Regions from separate parts of the Mus musculus genome. Here region 2 is linked to region 1. Evidence: chromatin contacts called from public Hi-C data. All regions are on one chromosome and are shown on one strand. The core of a region is the stretch at or near the end of the contact, and the rest is flanking DNA. Distances in the headings are between cores, read along the strand shown.

The links. Hi-C and Micro-C count contacts between places; a contact is called where the count stands out from the background.
Region 2: a Hi-C map of epidermal suprabasal cells shows a contact between it and region 1, with 2.0 times the contacts expected there. The contact joins the promoter of Adtrp here to the enhancer-like site in region 1. A contact is called at or near these places in 1 of 39 promoter capture datasets (macrophages), 4 of 484 Hi-C or Micro-C datasets (epidermal suprabasal cells, liver and nephron progenitors), 3 of 115 datasets of contacts at active chromatin or transcription factors (double positive thymocytes, embryonic fibroblasts and embryonic stem cells) and 4 of 9 other capture datasets (adipose tissue, embryonic stem cells, liver and 1 more).

Annotation. Positions count from the first base shown.
Region 1 is chr13:41,802,291-41,806,358 of GRCm38.p6, forward strand. All of the region lies in intron 4 of Adtrp (androgen dependent TFPI regulating protein), which reads right to left. Among named protein-coding and RNA genes, the nearest start is that of Adtrp, 43 kb to the right of the region's middle. Within about 2 kb of position 1,866, at least 56 of the 459 cell types and tissues checked have an H3K27ac peak or open chromatin away from gene starts, as enhancers often do. A contact at or near this core is called in epidermal suprabasal cells and macrophages, where this site is marked.
Region 2 is chr13:41,845,801-41,849,868 of GRCm38.p6, forward strand. It overlaps Adtrp (androgen dependent TFPI regulating protein), which reads right to left and starts at 1,816. Exons shown (of 7, transcript NM_001145875.1): 1 at 1,691-1,816.

The sequences.
Region 1 (4,068 bases), core at 616-3,115:
CAGGGTTAATAGCTGTGCTTCTCTGTGCTGGGGCTTCCTAAACATTTGCAGCAGCTTGGGGCTCTTCCCCACCATGTGTCCACAGGAGTGTCCATCTACTGCCTTTACCTGTCCATCTACTGCCTTTACAAACGCCCCCCCCTCCCCCTCTCTCTGGAGTCACAGGAGAAATTGTATCTCCAGCACTGTTTTTCTGCTCACAATGTAAACACAGTGGCTGTGCTTTCAATATGGCCCCCTCTTGCCAAAATTCCCGCTGAAACTTTGTTGCAGTGTTGGGGCCTTTGAGAAGGATTTGAGCCTTTCTGAAGGAACTGGACTGGATCTTTCAAGAGGACATTAGTCTGCCCTTTGTAACAATGGAATCATCACACATTTATACAAAGGGGTCTCCTTCCCTGCCCCCTTCCATATGCTGGGTTGACAAGTTCTCATGCAGATCTAGCATCTGATGCCACCCGCATACTACAGTGTGAAGCCTTCACCAGGTACAGCCACTTCATCTTGAGCTTCCCCGTCACTAAGACTGTTGAGCTGAATAAATCCCTTTTCTTTATAAATTGTTTCATCTCCAGTATTCGGTCATAACACGGGCAAATGGACTAGGATGCTAATCAAGAGTTGAAAATGGCCAGAAAACGTTTTTAGAATTTCATGCTACAACGGACTGGAATCAGAGGTGATGTGAAATGGTTGTCCCTGAGCTTATGACTCAAAGATACTTCATATCCTTCAATAGGTGACACATTAAAAATGCATAGCGGCAGAGGGGTGACTGGAGAGATGACTTGGTGGAGAAGTTACTACTGCTAGAGAGTGAGGACCTGCGCTTGAGTCTCCAGAACACTTGTACAAGCTTGGCAGGGGTAGAGCACATCTGTGATCCTAGCATTTTCAGGAGAAGATGGGAGGCAGAGGGAGGAGAACCCTATCTTCAGCACCAACAAGCTGAACAGGAGCCTATAGACGATGCTGAGAACTGATACCGAAGATTTCTGAGCTTTGCAGGTAGATCACAGCACATGTATCCACAGAATTCACAGCAACACACACAGAGAGAAACAGAGAGAGACAGGGAGAAAAGAGACGCGCGCGCGCGCGCACACACACACACACACACACACACACAGACACAGACAGAGAGAGAGAGAACACACAGAGAGAGAACACAGAGAGAGAGAGAACACAGAGAGAGAGAACACACACACAGAGAGAGAGAGAACACACAGAGAGAGAACACAGAGAGAGAGAGAACACAGAGAGAACATACACACAGAGAGAGAGAGAACACAGAGAGAGAAAACACACACACACACAGAGAGAACACAGAGAGAGAAAACACACACACACACACACACACACACACACACAGAGAGAGAGAGAGAGAGAGAGAGAGAGAGAGAGAAAGAAAACAATACCCCTGATGGAACTGGTCAAAGCACACTGAGGATTTATTTCTTGCACTTGTATGCAAATCTGTAAGTATCTGAAAATAGCTTAACTGAGAGCCAGAGAAGGAATAAAGGAAAACCGTGCACACAGTAGGTGTTACATGTTTGCACATAAAGATTGTGCAGGGCAGGGAAACAAGCCCTTCTGTCTAGTAATTGATGTGCCTGGAGGAAAAACTGTATTAAGGATAAAGATGTCGGAGAAAATGTATTTTTACAGTTTCAGGGTCACGAGCTGGACCTAGCTTGTCACAGTTCAGCTTCGGCTTCCTTCCTCTTCTGTTCCCCTGCAAGGTGTTCAGCACGGAGAGTTGGAAGCATTTTAGTTCTGATTCTACGCCCACATTTGTGTCTTTGGGGAGCAGCAGGGCGAGGCATGATGAATCATTACTACTTGGTAGTGGCAAGCAGCTGTGAGGTCACCAGCTGAATATAAGCAAGTGGTCACAAGCGTCATGTTTGTGTAAGAATAGAGTCAAGACTGCTATTTTAAGAATGTCATACAAATAGATTTTTAATCTCTTGTTCTTTTCCCTGGATTTAACATGAGATAAAAATAATGTAGTGTCTCTTCCCGGAATTCCCACTAGGAAAGAGATTTGTGGGTTTCTGAGTTGTCTACCTGGTCTGGTGAGATTTCCCTACTGCAGCTAACTGCCTATGCTAACAAGAGCTCCTAAGTAACCCCATTTAATTTTTTAAAAATCTAATTACTGATACTCATGGACACAAAAAACTCTAAGCTCAAAACCGGTTATCCATCTCCTTTGACTACAAGATAGCCAACCAATGATCAACACCAAGAATACGAGTTCTTAGCATTAAAGCTGTTCAGCACTTACTACCTATGTCTCTCAGCCCCAACTCCAACTTCAAGCATTCCACGTTCTAGAATAGAGATCTACTGAGCAATGCCAGCCTCCCACTCCTTTATTTGATCCCCCTGTTCCTGCCAGATCAAATAGTATCCACTTGGTGTTTTTCTTGGGGTCTCAGGACGCTGTTAAATCAATCTGATCAGTGCCCTTTTAGAAGAGAAGGTTCAGAGGCACCTGCGCACAGGGGAGGTAAAGTAGGATGGATGAGGCCACCTCTTAAGACACTAGTGGGATGCTATGAAAGGTTTCTATTGTTAACAAACCACAGTTCCCTCTAGTGAGCAGGGGCTGGTGGGGGGGGTGGGGGGAGAAGGAAAGAAGGCAAGTAGAAGCTTCTGGAAAAAGCAAAAAGAAAAATTAGGAAGTGACATTATCAACATGTGAGATTGTGGTTCTCAAGATCCAACTTTCTCCTTCCCAGGCCAGGTTCCTTTTCTCTGTCACCACTGTCTCACCTGTGTCATGGCGTCATTGCCAAATTACATAGTACCTTATCTTCTTTACATGGGTGGTCCATGAGGGTTTAAAGACAGTACTGGACCACAGTTTGCTAGCCGCAAGCTTCAATAACATCGCTACCTTTGTCTAGCTGAATGGACAGAATCCCTTATTGTCTTCAGGGTTTAGGAGCTCTGCAAACGGGAGAAAGTATATACAGTAAGAGTGTTGCCATCATAAACCATAGCAACAGAATGATGCCCCTCCCCCCATCAAGATGTCTATACCCCACTTCCTGGAAGCCTTCCTTGGGAGGACTACTTCACATGGTCAAAGGTCTTTGGTGATTGTTAAGAGTCAGATATTTATTATTTGAATGTGCCCCTCAAGGTTTCGTATGGTGGACATTTGGTCCCACGGATGTAGGGGTGGGAAGTGGAGGGACTTTTAAGAGGTGGGGCCTAGAAGGCAGAGGTTCCTGTGTTATTGGCAGTTCTGCCTTTGGGAGAATTAAGGTAGATCTCTCCAGAGCAAGTGGCTATAAAAGCCTAGGCTGACTGCTGACTCTCTCTGTAGCTTCCGGTGGATGATGTCATCTCCTTCTGCACACACATTCATCGTGTTCCATGAAGCTTCACCCAGAGTCTCTGCTATGCTGTTTGGATGTCCAGTCTCCCAAACTGTGTGTTAAACAAACCTCTTCTTAAAAAAGCAGCTCACCTCAGGGATTCTTCAGTCCCTCCTTACATTGAAAAATCAAATGTCTTGTTCATCATTTCGTTTATGATCTAAAAGGTATGGAGTTGCTAAGCATGATGTCTGTATTTATTCCTTCTTTCTTTCTTTCTTTCTTTCTTTCTTTCTTTCTTTCTTTCTTTCTTCCTTTCTTTTTTTTTTTTATTTATTTTTTTTTTTTTTTTGGTTTTTCAAGACAGGATTTCTCTGTGTAGCCCTGGCTGTCCTGGAACTCACTTTGGAGACCAGGCTGGCCTCGAACTCAAAAATCCACCTGCCTCTGCCTCCAAAGTGCTGGGATTAAAGGTGTGCGCCACCACGCCTGGCTACAAAGTCTGTATCCCAGCACTCGGGAGGCAGAGGCAGGCAGATTTCTGAGTTCGAGGCCAGCCTGGTCTCCAAAGTGAGTTCCAGGACAGCCAGGACTATACAGAGAAACCCTGTCTCAAAAAACCGAAATAAATAAATAAATAAATATTCATCAGCTTTACTTCATGCTTCTCATGCTATCCCATGAAGACAAAAAAAAAGTGCTAAGCACACAAATTTGATTTTTAAAAAAATGA
Region 2 (4,068 bases), core at 566-3,065, 43 kb after region 1:
ATGCACAACTGTGTGCTGTTTCTCTCCCACACACTGCCTGCAGCCTGTGCTATGAAGGTCCCAGCATCAAGAACAGGGCGTCAGGAGGCTGCTTTCATGTGAACAGAAGATCTTCTCTCTTAATTTTAATAATACATATCCTCGAGTATAAATCTGTATTTGCTTTTTATTGAAACCTGGCAAAGGATCCGGGAGATGGTCCTAACTAAACCATATCCACAGGGCACCTAACCCAGCATCCCCGAGGTCTGCTGTGTACCTTCCATAAGAAATCCTAAAAGCAAGGGCAGTCTTAAACATCATGTCATGATGGCGCCTCTTGGTCCTGCCTCCGGCTGTTCTCCCATATCCCTCCATCTCAGAAGCAATCTCACTCCTTCTGAGGCTAGGAGCATAGACTCTGATCCAAGCACATTCTCCCGGTGCTCTGCAGGTATCTATGGGCTAATTCCATCCCCAGTGAAGAACCCAAAGAATTGTTATGCGTGTGGCAGATAGGCACCAAGCATGTCTAACTGTCATGATAGAGCCAAAGGCAGTTTACCATTGGGGGCGGGGGGAGGGGCAGTGTGACCTTCTCTACCCTGCTCTATGCTCCCAGATGGATCACACATCACTAAAAGACCAAACATCACAGCATATAAGACGACCTGAGGTCTTGGAAATCAGGCAGACTTGGCTGCACATTTAACTCTGTCTCAGAATCTTCCCATCAGAAGGAAGGACATACATTACAGTTGCATCTCTAGGCTTTGCACAGAAGGAAGACGAGGAAAGGGCATTTTCTGTACTTCTGAGCATCCGACTTTCCATGGGTAACTCATTCTGTGTGCCTGGGGACTGGAGTTGCAACTCTGGATGGGCCAGTTGCTCTCAAGCACAGCTAGTATGGGTGCATGCCAAGGCTGCTTGTGAAAGGAAGGACACACCCCAAGTGCTTTGATCAGCATGAGTTAGGTCTTCCAGAACGGTTGGTCACTTTGCAGCCGAGCCTGCCATACAAGGGATATTTTTCCAGGGCCCTCTTCAGTACCACAAGTTCAATGTTGGTTGGCTACTGAGCTGCTGACTTCAAGTGGGGGGTTGGAGAAAGTTTAGGTGGACGAGGAAAGGAGTGGTGCCCAGGCAGGACATTGGAGAGGGTTTTGAAAGCACCCCACTGCCACCTGTGACTCTACAGTTTTTAATCTTCCACTTGTGAATCCCAGTCTGCCTTGGCTCTTTCTTAAAGGAACCAGGAAGCATCATCTAGCCAGAGGTTTGTTACTTGATACCTGTAGCCAGCTGGAGAATCTTTGGGATAATGAGCCGAAAAGATTCCTGATGTAATGCTTAATTGAAGGTAGGGAACAGAAGATGAAAGAAATTCTGCCCTTCCATCCAACTTATCTAGTGGGCAGGAACATACTCCGGCACCTTTTCCCAATCTTCCCAAAGCAGTTAGTTGCATTAAATCTTCTCATGGAATCTCACACTTGAACTATATCTGAGCAGACATCTGGTAGTGATTTATTGGCACATCGGAACGTTCAGAAAAATCAAGATAGTGTCTTAGGAAGCTACACAAAATCTACCTCCCTCCCCACTCTCTTCAAAGTCTCACCCCCCCACCCCCCACCCCCACCCCCAGCGACTGTTCACCTGCATGGACTTCTGAATCTCACACGTGGCGCTGACACGGAGAACTCACCTTAGCTACCTGGGTCTTCTACCAAGGAAAACGCAGGGAGCTTGAGATCAAGCCAGATTTCTAGTGGCCAGAAAAATTTCCTGGCCCAGATCGCCACCTTACTAAGACACGCTCTGTCTGAAAGATAAGAAGTGTTCGGTGGGAGTGGATGATCAAGGGGCCCCTCCCCTGAACTCACCCAACCCTCTCTGTCCTGGCCCGAGGCCAAGCAGGGAGGAGACACTCTCACGTGCAAGCTATTTCTCTTAAGACCTGGCTTGACCTTGCCGGGGTTCCTTGGGATGGCTCTTGGTGGATTTCAGCCTCATGACTAGGAATGATGAAAGGCCAAGGCCTCCCTCAGGGGCTGGTGGGAACTCATTTCGCTAATGGAAAGGCAAAGCAAGAGATGGGCAGCCCTGGTTTAGAGAGTTGCTTGGCTGCTTCTTTCAAAGGTGAGCAGACAGCATTGCTGACTGATGATGTGGCAGCTAGGACTGCTGGGAAATGTGGGTGTGGCCACTTTTTTTTTTTTTTTTTCTTTTAGTGAATAGGCGTTTAGAGGCAACTCCTTCTAAGGCTGCCACTGTCCTGGACCAGAAACGGTCATTAATTGGGGGATCAAGATAGGGCACAGGAATGTCTGACCACACGAGAGCACGTGTGTAGGTGTGAGTGTGAATAAATCCTACCTTTCGGTCTCTAAGCTTAGAACTGAGTGTCCTTTATTTGAAACCTCTGCTTAACGAGAAGTTACAAGGCCTTTGGAATTTGTTCCACAAAATCACATGAGTCCATTGTCATATTGTCATTTTTTTTCCAAATGCTTTTTTAAAAAGCACCATTATCTTCTATTGTCTCTCAAACAAAATCCAGCATCCTATCCACACATACAAAGAAATCACAGCAAAGCTGCCAAGGTTGGAGTGTGGATGGCTCCCGAGACCTGAACCCTCTTCTGACCCTCCTTCCTATGAGCAGAAATGCTTCACAGCACATGAAGGTACTTTAGTGCCCAAGAACAACACTGAACAAACTCTGGATGGACTGGTCGAGTTGGCAAATCAGTCAGAACTAGGTTTAGATCCTTACTCTGCTGCTATAGGCAGCGAAGCCCCGAGTCATGGGCTCCACTGGCATGATAAAAAAATGACACCAATAATGCAAATGAGCAAGCATGAGCTTAAAAGCTGACACCTTCGCACACCAATGCTCAGAGTACACCAGCCTCTATGGAAAACCGTTTGGCCATTTATAAATGTTAAACATAGAGTTATCCTATGACTAAGCAGTTCCACTCCTAGGAATGACCTAGAGAATTGATACTAGGAATCTAGGCACAAAGTTGCCCAGAAAAAGTGATGGCTCAGAAGATAAGAGCACCAACTGCTCTCCAGATGACCTGGGTTTGATACCCAAGCACCCACAGAAGGCTCACAACTATCTATCAGTCCAGTTCCATGGGATCTGATGTCCTCTGCTAACCTCCAAGGACATCATGCACATGTGTGGTACATAGACATACACGCAGCCAAAACACCTGTACACATAAAATGAAATAGTTTTATAAAAGTTACTCACAAATGCTCATAAGAGTGTTCACAGAATCAAGCCACTTCAAACCCTCACTGAATGATGCTCATATAAACTAAATAGTTCTCAGCATGTACTGGAGTGAGGCTCATGATAACATTCTATAACATCAATGACCTTGAAGACATGGTGCTTTGTGAATAAAGACAGGAAACAACATACACCCAAGAAGCCCATGTCAACAAAATGTCCAGCACAGACAACTAGACACAGAGAACAGATGGGTCCGGTCCAGGGACCAGAAGGCAGTGACAGAATGAGGAGGAACTGAGCACAGTTTTCTTGTGGAGTATTGAAATTGTCCTGGAAAAAAAGACAGCAATGGCAGTTTATGGTCTTGCAGACACATTTGATGCCACTAAGCTGCACACTGAAGATGACTGAAATATGTTTTATGTACATTTTTATGCAACAAAAAATGGCAAGTATCAATTTAACTAAGACAAAACTTACACTTTCGGTTTCATTTGTTTTCTTTTGTTTCAAAATAGTCTTATACAATAGTCTAGGCTGATGTGTAACTCAAGATCTTCTTACTCCAGCACCTGCATTGCTGAGGCCTCGAATCACCAAGATCAACTTTGATGCTGCTTGTTTGTTTTGACTTGGGACAACTTTGTACCTCGTAATCCTGGATGGCCTGGAACTTGTTATGGAGGTTAGCCTTGCTGTAAGTTCGAAGAGATTTGTCTGTCTCTGTCTCCCAAGAGCTGGGATTAAAGGTGTGTGTACCATTCTATCTGGTTATAATTAATATTAGACGTGCATTTCTAAAAGTGATTTAAAGCCTTTCTCTCTCTCTCTTC